Regions from separate parts of the Zea mays genome. Here all the other regions are linked to region 1. The links are chromatin contacts, called in public Hi-C maps. All regions are on one chromosome and are shown on one strand. Each heading gives the region's core, a stretch centred on a gene start, on an enhancer-like site or on the middle of the called end of the contact. The rest is flanking DNA. Distances are from core to core; before and after follow the strand shown. Region 1 holds the start of LOC100285468. Region 2 holds the start of LOC103639728. Region 3 holds the start of LOC100276911.

Region 1 (3,797 bases), core at 1,183-3,682:
TTGAAGCTGAAAAGTTGTCAACTGATGAGAGGGAGAAGAGGAGCGAACTGCAGGGCCTCCTTTGTGGTTGCTTGCAGGTCATTATTCAAAAGTTGGGAGGGATGGAGTCAACTAAGTACTCTTTCTTGCAGTATGCTGATCAGATGATGGAACTGTTTTTGAGAGTTTTCGCATGTCGAAATGCCACAGTGCATGAGGAGGCTATGCTTGCTATTGGTGCATTGGCATATGCAGCTGGTCCAAACTTTGCAAAATACATGGCACAGTTTTATCAGTATTTGGAGATGGGTCTTCAGAACTTTGAGGAGTATCAGGTGTGTGCCATTACCGTGGGCGTTGTTGGTGACCTCTGTAGAGCACTGGAAGACAAAATTTTGCCCTTCTGTGATGGCATCATGACTCAACTCCTGAAGGACCTGTCCAGTAACCAGTTGCACAGATCAGTGAAACCACCAATATTTTCGTGCTTTGGTGATATTGCACTGGCAATTGGGGAAAACTTTGAGAAGTATTTGATCTATGCGATGCCTATGCTCCAAAGTGCTGCTGATTTGTCTGCCCATACCACTGCAACTGATGATGAGATGCTCGACTACACCAATCAGCTAAGGAGTGGAATCTTGGAAGCCTACTCTGGTATCCTGCAAGGATTTAAGAGTTCACCTAAGACACAACTACTGATGTCATATGCTCCACATATTATTCAGTTCCTTGATGCTCTGTACAATGGAAAGGATATGTATGTCAAACTTCACACTCTGGTTCTTATCTTTGCTGCCTAACTTATATGAGTCATTTGTTTTGTTGACCTAACACTTTATGATGTTATACCTCTTTTGAAGGGATGATGCTGTGATGAAGACTGCAATAGGTGTCTTGGGAGATCTGGCAGACACATTGGGTGTCCATGCTGGCCCTTTGATCAATCAATCCACCTCAACCCAGGCATTTTTAGAGGAATGCTTGGCATCAGATGATCCTTTGGTGAAAGAATCTGCCGATTGGGCGAGGATAGCAATCAGCCGTGCAGTTTCGGGTTGATGCCAGAGTCTTGAGTCTGCACTTGCATTCATCTACATATCATCATGCCTGGGTCTTTGATTGCATCATGTCCAGACATGCTCTTGGGAGAAATCCAACATTTTTACAGCAGAGTCTGAGGGTCCTCACTAACTCATGCATCACTACATGTGTCAACCCGCCCTTCTTGCTTCTGCGAGAAAAGAGGGTTCAAGCTGGCCGTCTGCTAACTTTTTCTAAAGGCATCTGCAACCTTCATTTCTTATTGGAGGTGAGATGTGAGCTTCTATTGTCGCATGACATGCTGACCAGTTTCCTTGGCATGTCAAGCGTATGATCTGTGGCCTATCATTTCCCCTTGCATTCATCTCATGCATTGAACATTGGTCGGATGGTCACTTGGGACAACAGGTCCAGTTGCTTGCTGCTGCTCCAGTAAGCAAGAGCGGGCTCAAACGCATTGTCACAGGATTATTTTTGTATCGATCAGGGTGGCCAAGTCCATGCTGATAGTAGGATGTTAATTTCCTAGCATTCTTTTCCTTTCATCCACTTGCATTGTCTTTGCATTTCATTCTTGGTCGGATTGTTTTGTAAGAGTTATTTTAGGGCAAAACTTTGTCCTGTCTGGTCTGCTACCGCACGCTATTTGTAAGTCAAGTTCATGCGTGCATTGGTTTATTTACGGGTGCTATTGGAGCAGCGGGTGTTTGTGCTTTTTTCCATCTTGTTTTTGGTAATATACATACATGCTGCTCCATTTCGGATTATCAGGAGCTGGGCGGGTGAAGAGACAGTTTTATAGGTCTTTGGAGTTGTTTTTGCCGGGGCAGAGGCAGTTGAGTTGGCTGTGATATCTTTTGTGATTTATGAAGAAACAAAGTGAATTGAGAATAATATGGTGAAATGTAAATGGTCTTCATTTCACGCTTGGAACTAACCTCCGTGCAGACTGCAGATCCCACCCACTTATTATAATTGGCTCCTGCTTCTCCGGCTGAGAGCATATATAAGTTGCTGGGTGTTGGGAGTTCTCTCTTCTCTGAACGTGTATCTAAACATGGAATCAAATCAAGCAAACTTGTGAACACAACAAAAATACCAAACATTGAATCAAATAAAAGTAAAGATGAAAACACAATAAAAGTACCTTCGGTTTAACAAAGCGGAAAGAAGAAAAGGTGTGCTAGGGAATGCTACTTGTTCTCTTGCTTCAATTCTATGCCCTCTTTCTCTTTTGCACCTTTTTGATTGATTAATCAACGCTTGTGGATCCTAGCTATTGTAGGAGTATATCAAAAACCATGGCCGGCAATATACTACACTAGCGTGGATCATGGATGCTGTCACATCGCTATGCTCGCCTATATTATATATAAAAAGCCAGGCAGACCTGTCTGATGTCTTGTCATCACAAACTCACTACACGATCGGCTATAGCGAGCTAACAGAAGCTCTATCAAGTACTGTGTAGGCCATGGCCGGAGCCCTCGTCTTCGTCGCTGTTCTCCTCGCCGCAAGCGTCGGCGCTACGACGGCTACCACGCTGACCATCCACAACCTCTGCCCCCACCCGGTGTGGCCGCTGGTGACCCCGAGCTCGGGCTTCCCCTCCATCTCCACCAACACCGCGCGGCTGGGCCCCAACGCGCTGCTCTCCCTCTCCTTCCCGCCCACCTTCTGGGCCGGCCGCGTCGCCGCGCGCACGGGCTGCGACGCCGCCGCGTCCGGCTGCTGGACGGGGACCACGCCGCCCGCCACCGTCGTGCAGGTCACCGTCCACGACGGCGGGAACCTGGACCAGGCCACCTACAGCGTGTCTCTCGTCGACGGCTTCAACGTGCCCATGGTGGTCAGCCCGCAGGCCGTCGGCGGCGGGCAGTGCCCGGCGCTCGGGTGCCCCATCAACCTCAACTGCGACTGCCCTCCCCAGAACCGCACCGCCGAGGGCGCCGCGTGCCGCGGCCCGCCGGAGTACTTCAAGAACCGGTGCCCGCTCACCAGGACCACGCCCACCGACGTCGAGCCCGTGCCGCAGAGCTGCCGCGCCCCGGGGGAGCTCAAGGTCATCTTCTGCCAGGCGACCATCGTCACATGCGGCGGCGAAGCAGAGCGCACCGTCCTCGCCGACAGCTAGACAGATCGAGCCGTCCAGCTCCATTCGCCTCCAGGCTCCGCTGAATCCTTACAGTAATTGTCATGCTTTCTTTTGCTCCATGTGTTTGTTAGCTTTGGCTTCGACGCGCGTGTACTCCGGTGGTTTTATTTTAGAAATCAGCAGTGAAGCAAAATAATTGTCTTCGGATATGTTAAACTGGCTGAGCCATTCAAAATCCACGAAGCGCGAGTGAGGTGCATCTGAATGTGGTTGTGGTTGGGGAATGGGGACGATGAAAACGCTTACGGCCGTGCCGTAGCAGGTTTTGGCATATATACCTTGTTTCTACGGAGAAAAAGCGTGAAAGCAAAAGTTGCGGATGTCTCATCAACTTTTGACAAAGCTGAATTGTGTCAAAGACCAAAGCAAATAAGATATGATCATGAGATACGAAGAATCATCCCCCCACCCCCTCCACGCACACTAAAATAGTCGCTTTAGCATTAGACCAATTGTCTCCATAATTGACGTTTAGAGGTGCGGGTCCCACATCTCCCTTCCACCTTCCCTGCAACCTCATTCCTCGTGCACTAGAGGCTTGTTTATTTCGATTTTTTTCTAACGAATTTTTATGAGAAAATCTGTGTACCATGAAGATTACGTGTCAAGGATGATAAAT
Region 2 (3,365 bases), core at 577-3,076, 340 kb after region 1:
AATAATCTATAGAGCCACATTTATGACATGCTAACACCAAGGATCATTAGAGGTCACATGCAAATAATCTGTAGGCCCCCTACAATAGTATATGTCTATGATCTTGACCAGTTATGCAAACTACATTGCAGTTGCAAGGATCATTAGAGGTCACATGCATTACCAAGCGGATTTTACGTTCATTAGTTATATCCTCAAGATTAAAGATGTCATGCATATCCTATGAGACTCATATGTAACATAATCCTCAGAATTACGAAGTTAAATGTACTTAGGCTTTGTATGTCATATCATTAGGTAGACACACACATACTGCACACAAATCAATATATGGGGGGGAATTAAAAGGTAACAGTAACTTACATAGGTAGTATGAACTAACACTATATGTACCTATATGGTCTGGTCGCTAAAAGATCCAATTCATGCAAATGTGCACCTTGATTCCAAAACACAAACAACTACAGAAGCAAAGTGGAAGCATCAAAAAGAGCATAAAAAATATAGCCACATAGATGCATACAATTATAGAGGGGAAATAGTAAGCAAAAAACGCACGATTGACATAGCAATGTAACCATGGCAATTATGATCATTCAAGTTTTAATCATTATCCCTTTTGCCAGGGCTCTTAAATTATCATTTGTAATATGAATACATGAAGTTTTCCTTTTAAATGAGATATGACCATGGAAATCACATATTAAAGACTTATAAAAGTTGCTTGCTCATATTATCTGGAACATGGATAAAATACTTATAGAAGCCAATACAATAAGATGAAATTACATAATTATTATGTGACTTTATGAAAAAGGAATACCTCCTTCGTAAGACCAAGATAAGAAATGTTAGCAAGAACTCTTCCTTTTTTAGGAAAATATTGCATCCTTAGACTCACTTTTTTGTATCGGAGAATGGATCTCCCATCCTTTAGGAAAATACTACACCCTGAACTCATTTTTAGGGGAGAAAAGAAACGCTAAAAAGCTAGGATTTGGCATTATCAGTAATCAAGAAGCGTTACTTTGATGTAGCATTGGAACTGTGCTAGCGCACGTGTGGAGGCAGGGGAGCATCAAATGGCTGAAGCATATTAAAAGTAACGCTAGAGCTTGTTGCAGTATTTTTATGGGGGAAAACCCACTCAGGGTTTGCAATATGTTAGAAAAAGGTAAGGGAAAGCACATGATGGAGAGCTCACTGCAAAACGGATCGTAAGGAGATGAACAAATCGGACGTGGAAGCTAAAGTAGCACCGATCAGGGAAAAGATAGCAAAACGGATCTAAAGGAGACGAACGAATTGGACACGGAAGCTACAGTAAGCGCCAATCAGGGAAAAGTGAAGGTAAACATGCAAAGGCTCTCTTTACCTCAGAAAAGCGATGATCGAAGGAGTTAGAAACCGAAGGCGGCAGCAGCGTCGTCACTGTCGGCGGCGGCGGCGGCGTTGCCTCCCTGCCGGCACGAAAGCTACAACATCGACACAATCGAAAAGCGAAGGATAGTATGGAAAGGGTCTCTTTACCGCAAAAAGCAATGGTCGGAGGACCTGCAATCCAGGCAGCCGGCGAAAGCAGCTGCGCCGTCGGCACCGTCGTCGCCTCGCTGCTTCATAGCTACTCGAGGCCTCGAGGGTTAGCGAGGTTTCTAGATAAGCCTGGGCTCTTGAGTTTTCTTTTTTCCTTTTTCGTGGGAACTGGAAGGCAGAGCGGCAAGTCAGGAACCGGTTGGTAGGCAAATGAAACAGCACTAGCCACGTGTGCGGACAAGATGTGAAGTAGCAGCAGACGCATGCGACCAAGATTTTTTGGACGACGTGGATGCTACGCCTGGCGAGCGAGCTGCATCGGTTTAATAGGAAGAAATGCCTCTTAGGGTGCATTTGGTTGAATAGTGTAGAAGAATGGAGCGACTCCGATTCTATTTTCTGGATGTTTGGTTTCAATAGAAGAAGAGCGGAACAACTTCTCGAGTCTTCATATGAAAAAATACCATAAATAGTTGTAGTGCTCCCGCTCTACCAAAACGACCGGACGCGAGCGCTCTCATTGCTCTCCTCTCATCTACACTCATAGAGCTCTCTAACCAAACAAAGAACGGAACGGTTCCGCTCTATTTTACTCTTCGACCAAACAAAAAATGGATCAGTTCTATTCTGCTTGCCAAACGCAGAATAAAATGGCTCTATTCTCAAAAACACAAATGGAGTCGTTCCATTCTAGTTGACTCTCCAACCAAACACACATAAATGTATACACGAACGGATCTCTCTCCCACGTTAACGTATGGACATATTATTTAACCGATTGTTAATGTACGGTCCAACTTTTGCATTAATCAGAGTAGCTCAACTCTTAGAACGAACACGAGATGAGCATGTTTTATGGCTCGAGAAAAGGGCGAGGGCTCGCTGTGGCTCGCAAGCTGGCTTGTGGCTCAACCTAACAACGATTTGTTACATAAAATCCTAGTTAAAATAGTGTTAGTACCAAATAGACGATTATATTATATTATTTGAGATTACGGTACACAATATATTTTCTATATTAGATTAGTAATACATTATATTAGATTAGTAATACATTTATTTTACTAATTTAAAATTTGTTTATTTAATTATTTCTAAAATTTTATATTATAATTTGGAAGGCGAGTTAACGTTTATGGTCAAGTTCGTTGGCTCGACAAGTTGACTCGCGATCGGGTCAATCCTACTTTTCAAGCTCGCTAGAGAAGCGAGCCGCGGCGAGCTCGATTCGTTACTTTGATCGAGCCGCAACAAGCCGAGCTAGATCGACTCGTATCCACCCCTAAGCATATGTACGACATCGTCAAAACGAACCTTTTTTGGCACGGACAAATATATACGACATTGTCGAAGTGCATTGTTCTTCTAAGTATACGATTGAAATAACGGATTTTAAATTGCGGAAAATAGTTTTTCAATTGCAAGACAATGTGATTTTAGAAAATATTACATTTCAAAAATTAAATATACATATTTTTTGTGTTACATACATAAGTTCAAATTGTATTAATATGATTGTTAAAATAGAGTTTATGGAGTCTAATATAGATGACCCAATTTGGGGGATGTTATTGGAGATGGAGATGATATATGACATAATCTTTTAGAAGGTTATGTAAAAAATAAAGAATATTTCTTTAGAGTATGAAATTTAGGAGACGCTACTGGAGAGGTAGATCCACTATCTTTTCTCCTATCTCCTTCCCTATATTAAACTTCACTCTGCAAACAGTGTTAAACATTGTCATCTATAGGTTTGCGTCTCTTATTTTACACTACTTGCTAGAGACAGTCTTAGACGTGAAATTTAGAGAATACTACTAGAGAAGTCT
Region 3 (3,583 bases), core at 887-3,386, 400 kb after region 1:
GTGCGTAGGATGGCGACTCAGGCTCCAGGACGACAGGAACCATGAGGTGAATGTTCTGGACACTCCCAGCCTGAAGGTGGAGCTGAGCCACGAGCGGGTCAGCTGGGTCATGCCAGAGCACCATGGGGATGGTGCAGGGCCTAGTTCCAACGGTCGATGCGGTCGGAACGCCGTACATGCCGCCCATGGTGTCAGAGGAGGTGGCCCCGCCGTCATGGCCCGCAGGCGAGGTGAGGATCTGTTCCGTCGCGGCAATCTGAGCAGCGATAGCGTCGGCGGCCTCGCGCTCAAGCTCCCACACGAGGGCCGCTTCCCGCAAACGGGCCTGTCGCGCCGCGTGCTCCGCACGGGCAGCGGTGAGGGCGGCGACGGTGTATCCCTGGTGGGTGACCAGTGGAGGAGGCGGCTGATCGACGACAGGATGTGGATCGACGACCAGCGACAGGAGGATTGGTGGGGGAGGATCCTCTGGACCGGCAACACCTGCGGGAACCGCATCCGCCACAGCCGCAAGGGCAGAGGCGGTGCCCGCAGCGGTGAGGGCCCCACCGGCGTCGGTGGGCCCTGCCCCCCACGCCGGCCCGAGCGCAGGGGAGGTGGGAACGGACCCCCACGCCCCTGCCACCAGAGCCTGCGCACCCGCAGGGGAGGCAGCGACGACAGCTAAGAGGGGATAGGGAGGGGCCAGGGGGGCACGCCCACCCACGGCGACCGCAGCAGCGGCAGGGCCCGCGCGGCCCCCACGGCGGCGGCGGCAGCACCACTGCCGGCGCGGCCAGGAGAGGTCGCGCGGCCAGGAGAGGCAGCGGCAGCCAGGGGAGGCAGCCCACGCCCAGGAGGAGAGGGGAGGGAAGGTGGAGGGGGAGAGAGGAGGCTGCTCGCCAGCCATGGTGAGGAGCGGCGACGGCGGCGGCTGTAGGGGAGAGGGAGGCGACGACGGCTGTAGGGGAGGGAGGAAAACCTAGGCTGATGATACCATGTTAGAAGTAATAATTATGTATTAGGGCTAACCCTAGAGAGTAGCTATATAGTATTTGTACATGGACAATATATATGCCGCACAAGTTTGAAATGAACTTTGAGGCGCAGAACGTTAACGTTACTACTCGTCAATAAGCAGCTATGATTGAACGAGCTACTCGTCAACCGGGGAGGCACATTTGTTTTACGAAATATAGCGTAAATAAAAACAATAATAAATTACACTTAATAACAAGTTTTAACATAAATAATACCAGTTTCTAAAGTTTAGTCTAGTGACTAAAGTAACTAAACATAGCCGGATTTATGTGATGTTTGAATACACTAAAGATAATAGTTAGTAGTTAAAATTAGCTAAGAGATCTTCAAGAGTTCCCTAGAAATTGGCAGCTTGTTTCTGGGTAGTCAAAAAACCCCTCATTTGTAGCTACAAATGAGGGAGTTTTAAGGGCTATGAAAAATTTGGGAGCGTTCAAGGGAAACTGTTAGAGACACGTTTTTTTGTTTTTTCAAAAAAAAACTTGATTTAGGAGAGACTTCTGAAAAACTCTTGGAGATGCTCTAAAGACATCCAAACACTCTAGCTAATAGTTCAATTATTAGCTATTTTATTAAATTAGTTAATAATTAGGTAACTATTTGTTAGCTAGTTAATTTCACCGATAATTTTTTAGCCAACTAATATAGGATATTTAAACAATCTTTTTAATAAACATAATTTAACGTTATAAATTAGCATTTAAGTTATACATGGAATCAGTTTACCTTTTGGTCATCCACTTTTTGCGAGGTGTCTAAGGCTACGAGCCTACGAGTGAAGAAAAGTCGCTGGTAGCTCCTTTATCTTTTTACCGTCCTATCCTTATCCTGTACTATTGTATTGTACAGGCTTGCTCGAACTGTAGCTCCGCCACGTGGATCGTCTCAGCGCATGCATGCATGGTCCTGGACTGCATGTACTCACTCATGGAGGCCAGAGGCCAGAGGCCACGGCAGAGGTTAGAGAACCCATGTCGCACCAAGCCAAAAAAACAAAACCAAGGAAAACCACTACGCCCTTCTCGATCCGTCTAGAGCGTAGCGTAGCGTAGCGTAGCGATGGCTTTAGCCATGCCAGCTTGCCTGTAAATATCAGAGTATGCTCACAGGCAGCACGGGCTCCATCTACTGGGATTCTCGTTTTAAACCCCTGACCCCCATGCATCTCGCACGGGCACGGGCACGGGCACGGGCACCGGCACGGCACGGGCCACGGTTATAAATAACCACACACCCTCAAGGGCTGAACCGAACCAAGCAGTAACATTAATCACCCACTCTACTACTCGAAGTTACTACCAGCAGCTTGCTTCAACAGTAGAAGAGAGCGAGAGGATGGCGTCACCGAAGCCCTCGTCGGCGGCCCTGCTCCTCCTGGCGGCGGCGGCCGTGCTGGCGCTGGCGCGCGCGGACCTGACGCACGACAACTGCGTGAAGAACAAGAAGGTGACGGTGCAGAACCTGTGCAGCCACGACGTGACGCTGACGCTGGAGCCGCTGGCCAACAGCCCGCCGCTGTTCGCGGGCACCTACACGCTGCACCCGCGCAGCCACGCCGAGTTCCCCGTGTGCTGGTGGACGGGGCGCCTGCGCGCGCCCGACGCCGCCCAGGTGGAGTTCCACGTCGGCGTCGACGGCGGCTCCTTCTACCTGGCCCCCAACGCGCAGCCGGGCCAGCGCGTCCCGGTCTCCGTCACCCCGCACGGCTCGCCGCTGCAGGGCCGCTGCCCCGCCGTCGGCTGCGCCATCCAGGGCCGCTGCTCCGTGCACCAGGTGCCCAGCGGCGACTGCCGCAACGTCCAGGAGATGAAGATCATCTACTGCAACCCGCACGTGTGATGCGATGCGGACATGGGGTCGTCGCGCCATCTCGCGACCTGTGTTGTGCTTTCTTTCATGTCGCCGTCGCCGTCGTGTGTCCAACCGCCATTGTCGTTAGGTTGTTGTTGATTAGCCGTTTGCTTCGCTCAGTAGCCTCGCTCTCCAGTGTATTATCACTCGCATCGCATGCATGTGATGTGAGCCACTGCACGCGTGAGTGTCACATGAGTCGTCGTCCTGTCTCGTCTCATGTGTTTGAAATTGTAGGCAGCAGAGGATCGAGATGCGTGTCTGCTTTGTTCGTGTTCACTGCTGTCAGTCTGTCACCGAGTTCAATAATTTAGCTTTGTTTCATCGGGAAATTGAATGGATGTCTGTTGTTGTTTAATCTATTTTTAATTTTTGAATAATAATAATAATAATATAGTTTATTTTAAATAATTAACAGATGGCTACCGTAGTTTTGAAGCGGAGGCAATATAGCTAAATCGGTCTATGTGTCTCTGTAGTAAAAGTTCAAACGCACACGGTCATGGCCTCATGGGGGCAGGCAGGGCAGGGCACATGGACGGTCCGATTTGTCCGACTCGAACAAAATTAATGAGGCCCCCACTTGAGTTGTAAGCCCTGAGTCTGAGCTTTACCCACGGCCCATCATCAAAGCCTAGAGATGCCCACCTTCTTTAAAGGTCTGTTCTTTATATATTACAACCAGCTGCCAGCCATATCAAACAACTGTTTA

The links. Hi-C and Micro-C count contacts between places; a contact is called where the count stands out from the background.
Region 2: a Hi-C map of bundle sheath shows a contact between it and region 1, with 4 times the contacts expected there. The contact joins the promoter of LOC103639728 here to the promoter of LOC100285468 in region 1. A contact is called at or near these places in 5 of 25 Hi-C or Micro-C datasets (bundle sheath, ear, endosperm and 2 more) and 1 of 3 datasets of contacts at active chromatin or transcription factors (leaf).
Region 3: a Hi-C map of ear shows a contact between it and region 1, with 4 times the contacts expected there. The contact joins the promoter of LOC100276911 here to the promoter of LOC100285468 in region 1. A contact is called at or near these places in 7 of 25 Hi-C or Micro-C datasets (bundle sheath, ear, endosperm and 2 more).

Annotation. Positions count from the first base shown.
Region 1 is chr1:155,555,438-155,559,234 of Zm-B73-REFERENCE-NAM-5.0, forward strand. It overlaps LOC100285468, which reads left to right and starts at 2,433. Exons shown (of 1, transcript NM_001158361.2): 1 at 2,433-3,327. The coding sequence starts at 2,498. The coding sequence ends at 3,157. It overlaps LOC100383778, which reads left to right. Exons shown (of 3, transcript NM_001359630.1): 2 at 1-739; 3 at 843-1,917. The coding sequence ends at 1,041.
Region 2 is chr1:155,900,188-155,903,552 of Zm-B73-REFERENCE-NAM-5.0, forward strand. It overlaps LOC103639728, which reads right to left and starts at 1,827. Exons shown (of 6, transcript XR_004855356.1): 1 at 1,555-1,827; 2 at 1,376-1,460; 3 at 364-461.
Region 3 is chr1:155,951,352-155,954,934 of Zm-B73-REFERENCE-NAM-5.0, forward strand. It overlaps LOC100276911, which reads left to right and starts at 2,137. Exons shown (of 1, transcript NM_001150608.2): 1 at 2,137-3,203. The coding sequence starts at 2,356. The coding sequence ends at 2,859.